3 separate regions of the Gossypium hirsutum genome follow, and regions 2 and 3 are each linked to region 1. The links are chromatin contacts, called in public Hi-C maps. All regions are on one chromosome and are shown on one strand. Each heading gives the region's core, a stretch centred on a gene start, on an enhancer-like site or on the middle of the called end of the contact. The rest is flanking DNA. Distances are from core to core; before and after follow the strand shown.

Evidence for each region. Hi-C and Micro-C count contacts between places; a contact is called where the count stands out from the background.
Region 2: a contact with region 1 is called in a Hi-C map of leaf, with 2.4 times the contacts expected there. The contact joins the promoter of LOC107887358 here to the promoter of LOC107887362 in region 1.
Region 3: a Hi-C map of leaf shows a contact between it and region 1, with 1.9 times the contacts expected there. The contact joins the promoter of LOC107887367 here to the promoter of LOC107887362 in region 1. A contact is called at or near these places in 3 of 34 Hi-C or Micro-C datasets (all in leaf).

Annotation. Positions count from the first base shown.
Region 1 is chrA03:67,463,488-67,468,346 of Gossypium_hirsutum_v2.1, forward strand. It overlaps LOC107887362 (probable leucine-rich repeat receptor-like protein kinase At1g35710), which reads right to left and starts at 2,731. Exons shown (of 11, transcript XM_016811566.2): 1 at 2,502-2,731; 2 at 2,261-2,408; 3 at 2,099-2,170; 4 at 1,936-2,007; 5 at 1,759-1,830; 6 at 1,526-1,669; 7 at 1,364-1,444; 8 at 1,195-1,266; 9 at 996-1,067; 10 at 642-713; 11 at 343-556. The coding sequence starts at 2,580. The coding sequence ends at 466. It overlaps LOC107887361 (pentatricopeptide repeat-containing protein At5g66520), which reads left to right. Exons shown (of 2, transcript XM_016811565.2): 2 at 1-64. The coding sequence ends at 64.
Region 2 is chrA03:67,658,644-67,663,502 of Gossypium_hirsutum_v2.1, forward strand. It overlaps LOC107887358, which reads right to left and starts at 1,858. Exons shown (of 3, transcript XM_016811560.2): 1 at 1,677-1,858; 2 at 515-666; 3 at 1-417. The coding sequence starts at 659.
Region 3 is chrA03:67,309,753-67,314,611 of Gossypium_hirsutum_v2.1, forward strand. LOC107887367 (putative pentatricopeptide repeat-containing protein At1g69350, mitochondrial) reads left to right here and starts at 2,222. Exons shown (of 1, transcript XM_016811574.2): 1 at 2,222-4,730. The coding sequence starts at 2,284. The coding sequence ends at 4,656.

The DNA of each region.
Region 1 (4,859 bases), core at 1,481-3,980:
ACACTTAATTTTGGAGAAGTTAGACAAGCAATTGCATCATGCAGGTTTGAGCCCTTATTCATAGCAGTGGCAATTACTGTTGGGCTTAACTGGCTAACTGGCAAACAGCTACCTACAGCCAAATGGTAGTGTGAATGAAATGTCTCCACATCAGCATCTCTTAAAGAGTCTATTCGAAAATGTCCCCAGATTTTTACGGATGTGTATTGGGTGCTATCAGTAGGAGTCACGCGCCTTAGCATCATAGCAAAAACAAGCAAATAGCTTTTTGTCTGAGCTCTTTTTTTCGGTTCAACTTTGGTGATTTAGATCTGCATTTTGCCATTGCTCTTTTTTAAATGATTCAATGTAAATCTGTTTATTTTCCATTGCTAGAGAACTAGATGAACCACTGTCTTGGCAAATATAATCTAAATTTCCAAAATTGATATCAACAATAGAGAATACTACATAGCTATTTTGACTCTAAACTAGGAACTCTGAGTCAGCAAGTTCCAGGATCCTAGGGACACCGATGGATTTTGCTCCTTTCTGGAATGAATTTCCTGCAATGTACCTGTCAACAATTTCTATGAACTGTCAATTAACAGACCTTATAAGAGTTGTAACTTGGCCAGAACTGAGAGTAGAAGAAAACTTGCATTTCTTTCACAAAGGGATGTCTATAGAGTGCTTCAGGAATTCTTCCTGCAAATTGGTTGTGATCTAAATGCCTGCAGTTCCAATAAGATCCAATAAAAGAACATGTATGGAGACGAGTTGATGAACGCATTGATGCTAAATTAGCTCAGAAAGCTGGAATAAACTGCGAATGCAGTGTGAAAGAGGCAACGAGCGATGTCTAGATACTCGAAGCTCTAAAGAAAGGCCAAGTTATGTTCAAGAAGCAAATTAAATCAACTTTCTGGCTTAATACAATGAAACCCTACTTCAGCTACACACTTTATGTAAATTGCGACTAAAGAAGTATCAACAATGTCTAACAATGAACTTACAAGGATGTCAACCGGGGGAGATGAATGATTTCATGTGGTATTACTCCTGAAAGTTTGTTGTAGGATAGGTACCTGTGACCAGTATGTTGAATAACGAAAATCCGAGTTAGACCAGAGTATTCTAACATAGCTAAAAGGGTATCCGATAATAAGGCGAACTCCATACCATATCCCAAAGGTTAAAAAGCACCATACTTACAAGATTTCCAAGTTGGTCAAGCCTGCTATCTTTGCCGGAAATCCTCCAGTTAAGTAGTTATTATTTAGGTAACTGCAGGCAAATGTTTTGAACAAAAGTCGCAGCAATTATCCATTCATTGGATTTAATGAAGGTGGTAACGGTTTGAGTGAAGTTATTGTCAACTTACAGGTTTCGAAGCGATGGGAAACAACCATACATGCTTATGAGCTGTTTTATAGTACCGACCAAATGATTGTTCCCAACATCCCTACCAAACATATGGAATTAGAAGCCGGTGAAGGAAGGTTCACTAAGAACATTATACATTTAAGGAGATTTGGCATCTTACAAGTGCTGAAGTTTCTCCAAAGTACCTAACTCTGCTGGAATCCGGCCTGAAAACCGGTTTTGATGCAGATGTAAGTAACGAAGCTCCGGTAGACTCGCTAGCTCCTTCGGGATTTCCCCTTTAAAGTTATTGAAGCTCAGATACCTACACAAGTTTGAGGTCAGTATGAAACAATAATCTTGAAGATCATAATATGAAACGCACACATAAAGACACTTGGAAGTGCTACTTACAGATGTGTTAGACTCTTAAGTTCACCAATTTCAGAAGGAAGAACATCTTGTAGCTTATTCCATCTCAAATTACTAAACCAAAAAACAGGAAATAACCCATTATTTCATAACCTTAGATTCTAGCTCTGAACAACATATAATGTTGATTAAAACCAAAGAGAAACAAAGGAACCATACAGTATTTTAAGACGTTTAAGCCGCTCGATTTGAGGCGGAATGGGTCCGGTCAGCTTGTTATTATGCATATCACTGTAATAAGCAACAATTTAATAACTTATTTTAATTCAACGAAACAAAAGAAGGAAATTAATGGTAACGAAAAGATTAATTATATTCATACAGTCTTGTAAGATCGAACAAATTTGTCACCGGAACGGGAAACGGCCCCACGATTGACACTGCATAAACTTCTCTGAAAATTAAGAGGAAGCTAATTATTTAAATTTTAAAAATGAAAGTTTTTAATTAAAAATAGAAAAATAGTGAAGAAAATGAAAATTACAATTCGGTGACAACTCTGTAGTCACCCATGAGGGTGCAGGTGATACCGGACCACGGCGGCAGATTTCCATCGCCGCAAGGATCGTCACCGACCCAAGCGTACACCACTCTCCAACCTAACGACGCCTTTATTTCGTTCAGTGCTTTAACTGCCATAACGAAATCGAATACCAAATTTAAAAAAAAAAAAGAAAAAAAGAAAAATAAAGGAGCAATAATTAAGAAAAAAAAAGTAAAATTACCATCGCGTTTGAGAGTTTTGCAGAAGGAAAGGTTGAGAACTGGAAAGAAAAGGAAGAGAAGAGTGAATAAGCGCGCCATTTTCAACAATTATAGTTCTTTTAAAAAAAATATCAATTGAAGAAGGAGATCATCAAAAACGAAAGTTGGAAAAATTGGAAACCTGAGTTCACAGATATTTTGCTGAGAGTGTGTCGGATTCAGTTAAGTTTGGTCGGGAGAGGCGCGCGCAAATTTGGAAAGTCAACCCCCGGTTGTTATTTTTATTTTTTCAAATATCTTGGGAACATATGTGGGCCCGGTTTTTTACATGCTTTTCCTTCGGTTTTATTTGTCTACTATTCATCCGCCTTGATTAACGGCCTAACCCACACTCCTGCATTTTATATTTCACTAAACATCTTTTAAACTTCTAATTATTCTAATTACATCTCTATATTAATAGACCTTCTTCAACGCTGCTGTTGCATCCTCGTGATCAGCATTGATTCGGTTGACAGCCAATTTGTGCTCTTCGACAACTTCTTCAACTCAGCACGCAAAGCTGCGACATCACTGGTTAGTTCATCATTTTTCACCTGCTCAGCCCCCAACCTCCCACCGAGTTCCTCATTTTGCTTATAAATCACCTTATTCTTGGATCTCATTCCTTGCCACTGCTCCTCGGAAACCTTAAGGTTCACTACAAGCTCCCTTTGGGTGGCCTCTGTTCTGCCAATTCTCTCCTCAATGCCTAAACTAATTACGGAGGCCAAATGAATTCGTTAATGATACTAAAATGTGGCTTGAATGCAATGACATAACATGGTTAAGAAGGTCTTAACACTAACAAGGTAGGATAAGTAGGTTTATCCATTGCTACTTACATTGGTTGTTTAAAACGTGTAGGTAAAGGATTCAACGAGAATTTTAAGGTGTGAGCTTGGAGCTTCGCATCTTCCTTCGAAATTAATTTATAGTGTTTTGAAACCCATTGAGATGATATGGCAATGTTTTATGGTAGTATGAAATATTGATATGGCAATGTTTTATGGTTATAGTATTGCCTGAGCGGCAACTTGTGTCGCCTACGCGGCTTCTTAATGAATAGTCGTTATTAATCAGTATCGCCTAAGCAACAGCTTGAGCTGCCTAGGTGGCTACTTAATGTTCGCAATATTCAAATGATGTGCAAAGGTACACAGTTGTAAACAAGTAATACAGTAGTAAGTATAGAGTTATCATCTCCACATGGATTGTATATGTAAGTCAACAATTGCAAAATTTAATTATTAACAATTCGAAAAGTAATTAAGATTTTGGATGTGAGGATTTAATTAATGACTCAAACTAAATTAAACTAAGTATGCAAAACAAATTAAATAACAACACAAAAGATAATAACAGTGGAAAAGTTTAACACTTACAACAATGACATGAAAGGTTAGAATAATTTTTTCTCCTTAACAGACAATCATTAAAAACAATTCTATAATATGTTCAATGACTTCGTGGAAATATGACAATTTATTAATTCAATTTCTTCAAGCCGTAGGCTTCTCTTGAAGTCCTACATCAACCTTTTAGTTAACATATATCTATGCCAAATTAACACCAAGATCACCTTCTCAAGCATCATACATAAGGACTATGCATGCAACAATTGTCTCTCGATATCATTTCAACATGCACCATTTAAGTTGTACCTGTTCTCAGATTAAATAATTAATTCAATTACTTACCAATGTTGGCCATGCATTTGTAAGTTTGACATGTAAATTACTTGAATGAATAAACAATGATATATACAAACATTAATAGCAAAAAATCAACAATAGCATATCAAATATCAATAATCATTCTAGTAAAACAATATTAAGCCATGATCATTAAATTAAAAGCAAGAAGACAATTTGTAATCATGTTTATCAACCTAACAACACAATAACAAATAAGACAAAAGAAAGATGAAAGATGAATAGCCAATAGTGGTTCTCTGAAGCTGTTAAACATTTAAGAAGAGATGATAGCTAAATCTGATGGTTCTCCGTGGCTAACTTTTGCTTGCTCTCTCATGGTCGCTCTCCTCTTCTCTTAAGCACCGTTCTCACCTTAATGCTCTCAAGATAATGCTTTTCTTTTTCACTCTAAACTTTTAAGTCAAATCCTCTCAATTATGGTATGTGGTGGTACATCTTTTCTCCTCAGACTCATCCCCAATTTATATTATTGAGTCCCCTTCTATTTTCGGTGTTGGTGACGTAAACTCGGTTACGAGTTAATTCATGATTTAAGTGTCCCGGTTATCTAAATAGGTACTTGCTTGGTTAATAATAGAAATATGAAGAAATAAATAAATGAAAGGCTAAACTTGGATATAA
Region 2 (4,859 bases), core at 608-3,107, 190 kb after region 1:
GCATTGGAATGACACATGTTCCCATCATAATCTCTTCATAGCCAATATCATTGGTGTCTGATGCACAATTCTGAACAAATTTGTCCTTTATGTGCCTACCCAATGAAGGAACATTGGCTTGATGATTTGGCCCAAGCAGAACCTGTTTTCGGGGAGACCGATCCAAGAGTAAAGAATAGGCATCCTCAACAGGGCCCAACATTCTTCTTGGGAAATCAAAGTCAAAATATTCTGGAGAAATAGGTGAAATTGCTGCCGGCCCAGTATCTACATCTTCCTCACTAGAAATGCTAGTGATCAAAGACAAGGGAGCACTAGTCTCAAAATCCTTATCAACCAAAGGTCTTTCATCATTAAGACCACCAGTTTCAAATGCTTCATCCCATTGGCATTTACGAAATCCACCCTCAACATCAACTGTCACAAAGAGGAAGATCACATCAATAATAAAACCATGCAGCAGAATAAGAATCATTCCCATAAAAACAAGCAGAAAAGCCAGAGAACACATTACCTGAAATATGGGGATTCTGATGGGTATAGCTATGGGAAATAGTATCAGCAAACTGAGTCAATTTGTTGTTATTGTCAAACTGTCTTGGATGCTTGAAAGGAAGTTCCTGCAACTCCTCACTGTCAAAAGGGCGCTTAAATCCCATTTACAACCTGCGGGACAAAAATGTTAATTATGAATATAAGGTAAAACAATAATAATAGAAAAGATATAGATGCATGTCGATCACAGAGTATACAGAAAAAAACATAGTGGCACATAGTAAGACAGAAAAATACATGAAATAGAAGACTAAGAAAGGGAGCATCAAGCTTATGTCAAAGAACACTTGACACAAGCAATAAACAAATAAATTAACCTGAAGCTCATTTAGACAGAAAAAAAAATACAATAGTGCTTGGGACCACCATGGTACTAATGCTAATTATGATGCACATACCAATTCATAGTACAGGCAAACTAACTTATTTGACTTTGCATGGAAAGCTAACAAGGTTAATAAATTAAAATTTAGTCAAATGCATAATAAAAGGAAAGAATTAACATATTAACCACTTACTAATGATGAAATGGATAAAAATTTATGTTAGGTGGAGTCAATTACTTCTAAATTGTGATGAATTGAAACTTCAATTGAACTGGAAAAAAGTGGAGAAGAATTAAAAGCCTAGGAAGCCTCAACTAAGACGATGAAAGCACTTAATTAGGCACTAAAATTGATTCAAGTATGGGAAGAGACGTTTCCCTAAATTAATTTGACTACCAGGTTGAAGCCCTAAATTTACAAGAAAACCCTAACCCTAAATTCCCAATTCGCCGAGGAAACGACGAATTGACAGCATAAAACTCTTGTAGACAATCTCGAGGTCACGTAAAACACCGAAACCCTCTACGAATTCACACATAGAGACGAACCCTAACGAATCGAAGAAACTAAACCCTAAAAAAACAAACCAAGAATAATCAGACAAAATTAGAGCGAATCACAAAGGGAAATCAACAAAAATCGAAGAGGAAACAAAACCTATGAGAGATCGATCAACAAAAAGGGCCCGATCGAGGAGATCGAATAACCCTAACCCTAGAGAAGCAAAAATTGAACGGCTGCGACAGAAAGAGAGATCAATCAAAAGAAAATAGCGAGAATCAAATAGATAATTACGTGATTTACAGATTTGATGAAGAACGATGAGAAAATCCGAGATCGATTTTCGGATTAATTTGGGGATCGTGAAAGAGGGTAAAGAGGCGATGGGAAGCGAGGATACGGTTCGGGGGCTTTTGTATACGAGGCGGTCCACTAAGAAAACCGGATTGGACTAATTTTGGTTTTTCGATGCCCAAACAGCATTTTTTGTCCTTTGTTATTCACCTGGACCTTTAAAGATAAACCGGTCCGGTTCTATATAAAATTACTGTAAGGTCCATTAATTTCTTTTACAATGAAATCAAATTAAATTTATCATAATACTAGTTTGTATACCCGTGCAACCAACGGATTTAGTTGGTGCACCGATTAGAATGTTACTTTATAAAATAATGAAAAACATATAAATTTTTAAAAAATTATCATTTTTTTTGTAAATTTATTTCTTTAATATGAAAAATAATATATTTTATAAAATAATAATAAAAGGTTTATAAATTTATAAAAAAAAAAAAAAAGAATTACCATTTCTTTAGAAAAAATGACATTGTATTAATGTTTTTATTAAATAAGAATTAAAATGATTTTAATAAATTTAATGGTTGAAATTTAAAACTTCATTGAAATTTGAGCTACATCAATTTCATTTTATTTCAATGTTGAATAAAATTTTGGATTCTAGTCGATTAAATTTATAATATTTTGAATTTATATTTCTAAATGTATAAATTTTATAAAATTATAAAAATTTAAAAATGAAATTTAAAAAAAAAAGCCTTAATTTTCTATGTTTTATAATTTGATCCTTTAACTTATTGGGACAAGTGGTGACCTCTTTAGCCATCCCCAGTGACACCAACTATATAATGATTGCAAGATAAAAGTCTCATTTTAGGTACTCTCGAATTCTAAGATAAAGCAGCACCAACAACAAAGAATGATGGGCTTTGCAATTGGAATTTTCAAAAATAAATTAGAATATTGTTCTCAGCTAGCTTATTATTGAATCTTTCTACACCATCACGATTGCGCATCATCAAACCCCTTTCAATATTCCTACCACTATACAACCTCTATCACCAATTTTCATCCATTAAGCTGAGCCACCATCCACCCACTACCTTGTCAATACCACAACATCCACCTTTGTTACCCATCTCCCATTTCTAACATCTTTTCTTCACTATAACATTAATTGCATAAATTCTCCAATAACATTTGTACCATTGAATCAATCCCACCATCTTTTTTCAACTTCTAACCATTTAGTTAGGAGTGAACAAAACTTGATTCAACTCGAAAAAGTCGAAAAAAATTCAAATTTCAAGTTAAATGAATTAAGTTATTCGATTTATTCAAGTCAATTCGAATTCTTTTTTGAATTTCGAGTTCAAATCGAGTTTAATTTTTGAATTCGAATAAACCTAATACCAAACTATAATATTTTACATTTTTACCCCAAACTCCCAAACATATTTACTTTCTTCAAAATTTTTTATTCCCCTCTCATCCTACCCCCTTCTACCCCTCAGCATTTTACTTCCTCAACCTCTAAAACTTTTTATTTTCTCCTAAAACTTTTACTCCCCTCCTATCCTCCGCTCTTATCCCAAACCCATTCCCCCCAACTCTCAAATTTTTTTTAATATCCCCTCCCTCAACCCCAAAACATTTTATTTTCTCCCTAAACTTTTACTTCTCACATTTTACCCTCAAATCAAAAATTAAAATCATCCAAAAAAAAACCCCTAAACCTAAATAATAATAATTTTTTATTTATATTTACTATTTATATTATTAAATTAAATTTCATATTTTACATTATTTATATTATTGAATTGTTTAATCATATTGAATCTTTACAATTTTTTGTTAAAATTAAATTATTGATTATGCTGTAAAATATTTGTGTTAAAATTTTATGTTGGTATCAATTGTACATTTTATCTTTAAGATAAATTTTATTTAAAAAATCATATTTTTTTTACATTTAATATATTTTTTAATTTCAAAATACATAGTGACAAGAATCAGAAGATAATTAAAACAACTAAGTAAGCAAAGAAGATAACCCGTATATAAAATATTAATAAATAAATTATGAGGGGATAAAAGTTAATAATAAATTTGATTACGGTAGGTGACAGTGATTACAAGGACTCAAAATTATTTTTTTAATTTATCTCGAACAAATATATTCGATTCGATTCGATTTGAATTCAATCTCACTGAACTCAATTCGAGAAAATTTCAAATCAAGTTAGAATGATAAAATAAGATTCATCAACTCGATTAACTCAAAATATTTACATTCGATTCAATTGAATGCTCACCCTTACATTTAGCAATAAACATAACATCAATACCAATCAACAAATTCAACCGAACCCTTCTCTCATAGCCACTATTAGCCCCATCTAACTTGAAATAGTACTAAAGAAAAATGAATCATTCAAGGCCTATACCGTAACTCCAAATGAAATTGAACCTATAAGAAGCAAACTAATAATAAGAAACCAATAAAAGAGAAAAAAGAAATATAGTTCAAATTGGCTTCATTTGGATGACAAAGCAAAGCTGAATTTAGGCAGGGGCCCGGCCCCTTAGAATGGAAAATTTTTTATTTTGATCCTTTAAAATTTTTAAAATTTTAAACTAGTAAAGATAAAATTACACTTTGACCCTTTAAAATGATAAAATTTTAATTTAATCCTTTAAAAAATATTTTTTTACTATCATAAAAATTACAATTTAATTTCGGTCTACTAAAGAAATTTTTTAACTTTGCCCCTGTGACAAAGATAGCAATGTTCCTTTGTGCCTCATGTGGAAATCTCTAGATATTAGGGTTGTTTTAGCAAAACTTGACCTAATAAGGTAAAAGAGGAAGGGAAGAGCTACATTTGGATGCCATTATTTCTGTTAGAGAAGGTGGCAACGGCAGTACCATACATCTCTTGGGTGGTTAGGGTTTCGAAAAGAAAAATAAAGAGACATTTTTGCTTTGAAAGGAAGGCCTGATAAGAAAAGAAAGTGGGACCTAGTAGTCAAGATTTGATAAAAGTAAGCCAACAAAGCTTGTTGCCAAATTTCCTATTAAAACGTAATTTAGTATGAGAATGAATAATTAAGTATTTATATTATTATATTCAATTTTGCCTAAAACTCCAATCAATCGAATTTCATTAATTATATTTC
Region 3 (4,859 bases), core at 972-3,471, 150 kb before region 1:
CTCTGCTTAATTCAGTTGTCATAATTGAACTAGTTGATTAATTCAGCTTCTTCATAAGAACTTAACCATATAGTTTTAGGGAAGATAATATTGGGATGTAAAAACTGGCACACTGTCGTGGTCTTAGGCAGGACTTATGAATGTCACATGACTTCAGCTGTATATTAGAGTTCAACTAGGTATCCAAGTGTTTTCGCTAACACAATTGAGCAGAAGCAGATAATATAGGTTACAAATTTTGTTGCACTGTGACACAACCTGATTTCTAAATGAACTGAAGCCTATGCTAGCTGACCCATTTGCATCAACTCTTAATCGTGTTGGAACAATGCATAAAAGAACAAGAAGCAGATTAACATGAGAAAGCAATGTAAACAAGCCCTTGAATGGTCATCTTCTTGTCTCATTTCATTTGCTGCATATTCATAGCTTAGCAGCAATGACCTCACGACTTCATATGTTGAAAACCCTTATTTTTCAATTTGAAATGAATCAAATCTCAGAGTATGAAGGGAGATAAGAAGATTGCCGAATGGAGCACAGATCGTGAAGAGTAAGAGAGGAGATTCAACATGCACTACCTGAAATATTTTCACTTGTTTTCAGAAACGTTAAGGGAAGCCCACGAGGAATCGTCCTCATCCTGTTGAAAACCAAAGAGTACATTGCTTAAGGGACTCCATTATTATCTACCGCAACAGATGCTTCCTGGAGGATGGAAATATCTTTTGACCAACTAACCCCAAATGGATGGATGAATATCTGGTAGAGCTGCTCTCAAGTGAGGAGGCAGTTTTCCCAACTGAACTTCACATAGCTCGTCGGCACTTCGAGCTACTTGTGTGCGAGATTATTGGTTCCAGTGACAGTTTAGTATTGTAAGAAGAAAATTAAAATCAATGCGGTCTTTATAGCGGTCATCCGTTTTAACATTTTGTTATAATAATCAAGTTTCTAGTATAATCAATTTTTTATATTTTATTTTAACATTTTAGAATAGCTTTTCACTATTAACAGCAAGATCCATAGTTACGAAATAAAACATATTCTCTAAAATTTAAAGTAAAATTATAGCTATTCTATATAAGCAAACCTATTAATTATAATTTATTAAATAAATATATTATTAATTAAAATATTATTTTGATAAAATTTTTAAATTTCACATAAAAAAATCTATTACTCACATTTTATTAAATGAAAATAAGCTTCAAGGAGTGAAACTAAATATTCTACTATGAATTTGGAATATTTTAAATTTATAAATTGATTATTTGAATTTAATAACTCATGATAAATTAATTAATTTAAATTGATAACTCATACTGATTAATTGAACTTGTTAGATATATAAATTTCATAATTAATCATTTGAAAAAATATAAAATAAAATATGCACAAAAGCAAGAATACAAGTACATGTTATATGTCTTTTAATATTGTAAAATAAAATAAGCTTTCTTTTTTCAAACATAATTCTTACTTTCTTTATTTGGCTTACAACAATTATCTCTCTCTAACAATCACATATCTATTATTTATTTTTTAGATTAAAAGAAAGCAACGATTAGGTGATAATGGGAACTAATCAACTTCTATACCCAGGGCAGCAAAGCACTCATCAGACGTCTGATTCAATAGAATTAAATAGATTGATTAAACTTCAACAAATTGTGACACTCTAGGAGAAATAAAATTTTATATTTCGAGAAAATAATTATAGTTAAAAGAAAAGCAGAATTATAATCAGTCCAACTAAAAAAATTATAAAAATTAAAAGATAATATATTTTAGAAAATTATAAAATGTAGTTCCATCGGCTAGAACTGTTTTAAAGGTTAATTGGTTCTTTTGCGTCTTTTTTTTTTACAATACTACTCGGATTAGTTTGCAGTTAAACAAATTTGATCCTATTCAAAAATTGATAGTTGATAAAAAGTTAAAAGGCATAAAAAAAAATACATTGTTACAAAATAATAGAATTTTATAATTGTTGGTTTTTTAAAAAATAAATTGCAATTGAATTGGAAAGAATTCATATGTAATATAAACTTAGTTAGGGATTTAATATTTGAAAATTAAAATTAAAATCTTAACCATCCCAATTTTTTTGGAATATGAGGAGACACCTCTGGGTTTGGTTCCCTCATTTTATTCCGCTATCTCTACATAAAAAATGGGCCAAGAGCCCAAACTACTGTTGTTGCTATGGTCAGTTCATACTTCACCACTTGGTGGCCTTCGCGACTTCTCTCTTTCCACGCTCACTCTCTCGCTTCTGCAATGACCACCCTTTACATGCCATTATTCAGATCATGCACCAATCTCAGATCACTAGCACAACTCCATGCCCACCTCTTAGTTACTGGGTTTCACCATGACCCACTCCCTTCCACCAAGCTCATTGAATCCTATTCCCAAATGGGTTCTTTTCAATCTTCCAAACTTGTTTTCAGATGCTTCCCTAACCCAGATTCTTTCATGTGGGGTGTTCTAATTAAATGCTCTGTTTGGAGCAACTTGTTTCAAGATGCCATTTTTCTCTACCTCACTATGATAAAGAATGACCAACTCCACATGAGTAACTTCATATTTCCTTCTCTTTTGAGGGCCTGTTCTGGTTTTGGTGATCTGGGTATTGGTGAAATGGTCCATGGGACCATTATAAAAAATGGGTTTGAGAAAGATACTGTTATTCAGTCTTCACTTCTTTCCATGTACGGCGAAATGGGATGTTTAAGTTATGCTAAGAAAATGTTTGATGAAATGACAATAAAAGACTTGGTTTCCTGGAGTTCGATTATTTTGAGTTATGTTGAGAATGGGAAGGCAAATGAAGGCTTGGAGATGTTCCGTTTAATGGTATTGGAAGGTATTAGACCGGACTCCATAGCAATGCTTAGTGTAGCTGAGGCTTGTGGCGACTTGGGATTTCTGAAATTAGCAAGGCTGATTCATGGTTATATAGTGAGGAGGAGGATTGAAATTGATGGTTCATTGGCTAGTTCCCTTGTTGCAATGTATAGCAAATGTGGTGACTTGGATAGTGCAGAGAGGATCTTTCTAAATATAACGAACCGTAGTACTGCATTGTGGACTGCAATGATATCTAGCTATTTTAGAGCAGGTAGGTTTGCAGAAGCGTTAAAGTCTTTCTTTGATATGTTAGATTCTCGTGTGGAACCGAATTCAGTGACCATGATGAGTGTTTTAGGGTCTTTTGCAGGGCTAGGCTGGCTTAGAGAAGGGAAGTCGGTTCACTGTTACATTATTAGGAAAGAAATGGATCTTGAGTACGATGTTTTAGGGCCTGTTTTCATAGAACTATATATGAAATGTGGAAAGTTGAACTATTGTGAAAAGGTTCTTCACGTTGTTGGAGGAAGAAATATCGTGGCATGGAATATGGTCATATCAATTTGTACTGAGAAAGGGTTGTTAAAAGAGGCATTGGCACACCTTGTGCAGATGCAGACCTTGGGATTAATGCCTGATTCATTCAGCCTAGCAAGTTCTATCTCAGCTTGTGCTGATGGAGGTTTATTGCTGTTTGGAGATCAGATGCATGGTCATATCATCAAAAGAGGCCTTTCGGATGAGTTTGTCCAGAATTCGCTAATTGATATGTACTCAAAATGTGGCTTGACGGAATTAGCATACACTATCTTTGATGATATCAACGAAAAAAGTGTTGTAACATGGAATTCTATGATTTGCGGATTCCATCAAAATGGAAATTCTGTAGAGGCAATTAGCCTTTGTGATCAAATGTACTTGAACGGTCTTGAGATGAATGATGTTACTTTCTTAAGCGTGCTTCAAGCATGCTCCAATTTGGGTTATCTTGAGAAAGGAAAATGGCTTCACCACAAGCTTCTTACCTATGGTGTAAATACAGATCTCTATATCGATACAGCTTTAACTGACATGTATGCCAAGTGTGGAGACCTTGTAACAGCCCAAAGGGTTTTTGATAGCATGTCAGAGAAAAGTGTGGTGTCATGGACTGTGATGATTGCTGGATATGGAGCACACGGTAGGGTGAATGCTGCCATCTCACTTTTCAATCAAATGGTAGAGTCAGGCATAAGACCTAATCAAGTTACCTTCATGAACATTCTTTCGGCTTGCAGTCATGCAGGATCTGTGGAAGATGGAAAATCTTATTTTAAGTCGATGAGGGATTTTGGTGTTGAGCCCAACTCAGAACATTACGCCTGTATGGTTGACCTTCTAAGTCGCGGTGGTGATCTCAGTGAAGCATATAGAATCATCAAATCGATGCCATATCCCGCAGATGCAAGCATTTGGAGTGCGCTGCTTAATGGTTGTCGAATCCACCACAGGATGGACATGATCAAAGCCATTGAAGAAGACCTTGTAGATATTCATACAGATGACACTGGATACTACACCTTGTTATCTAATATATATGGTGAGGAAGGAAACTGGAAGGAATTTGAGAAGGTGAGATCATTAATGAAAGGCATAGGTCTTAGGAAGGTTCCTGGATATAGCTTAATTGAGCTTGATAAGAGAATTTATAGATTTGGTGTTGGATCTACTTCTCTTTATCAAACTAAGGAAACTTTTAGTTTTTTGGAAAATTTCCAAATTTTGGCTCAAGAACATGTTTTTTATTTAGAAAACCAATAATTTGATGATTGTTAGTGCCATAACTTCCAACTTCCAAGGATGTTCTATCTGAAATTATCAAATTATAGCATAACCACCAACATAAAAATTATACAAATTTCCAGTTATTTCTTTTTTAAAATTATAAAATAATAGTATAACTTTTTATAAAAAATATATAATTTATTGAAATAACATATATGTTGTAATTTTAATTTATTGTT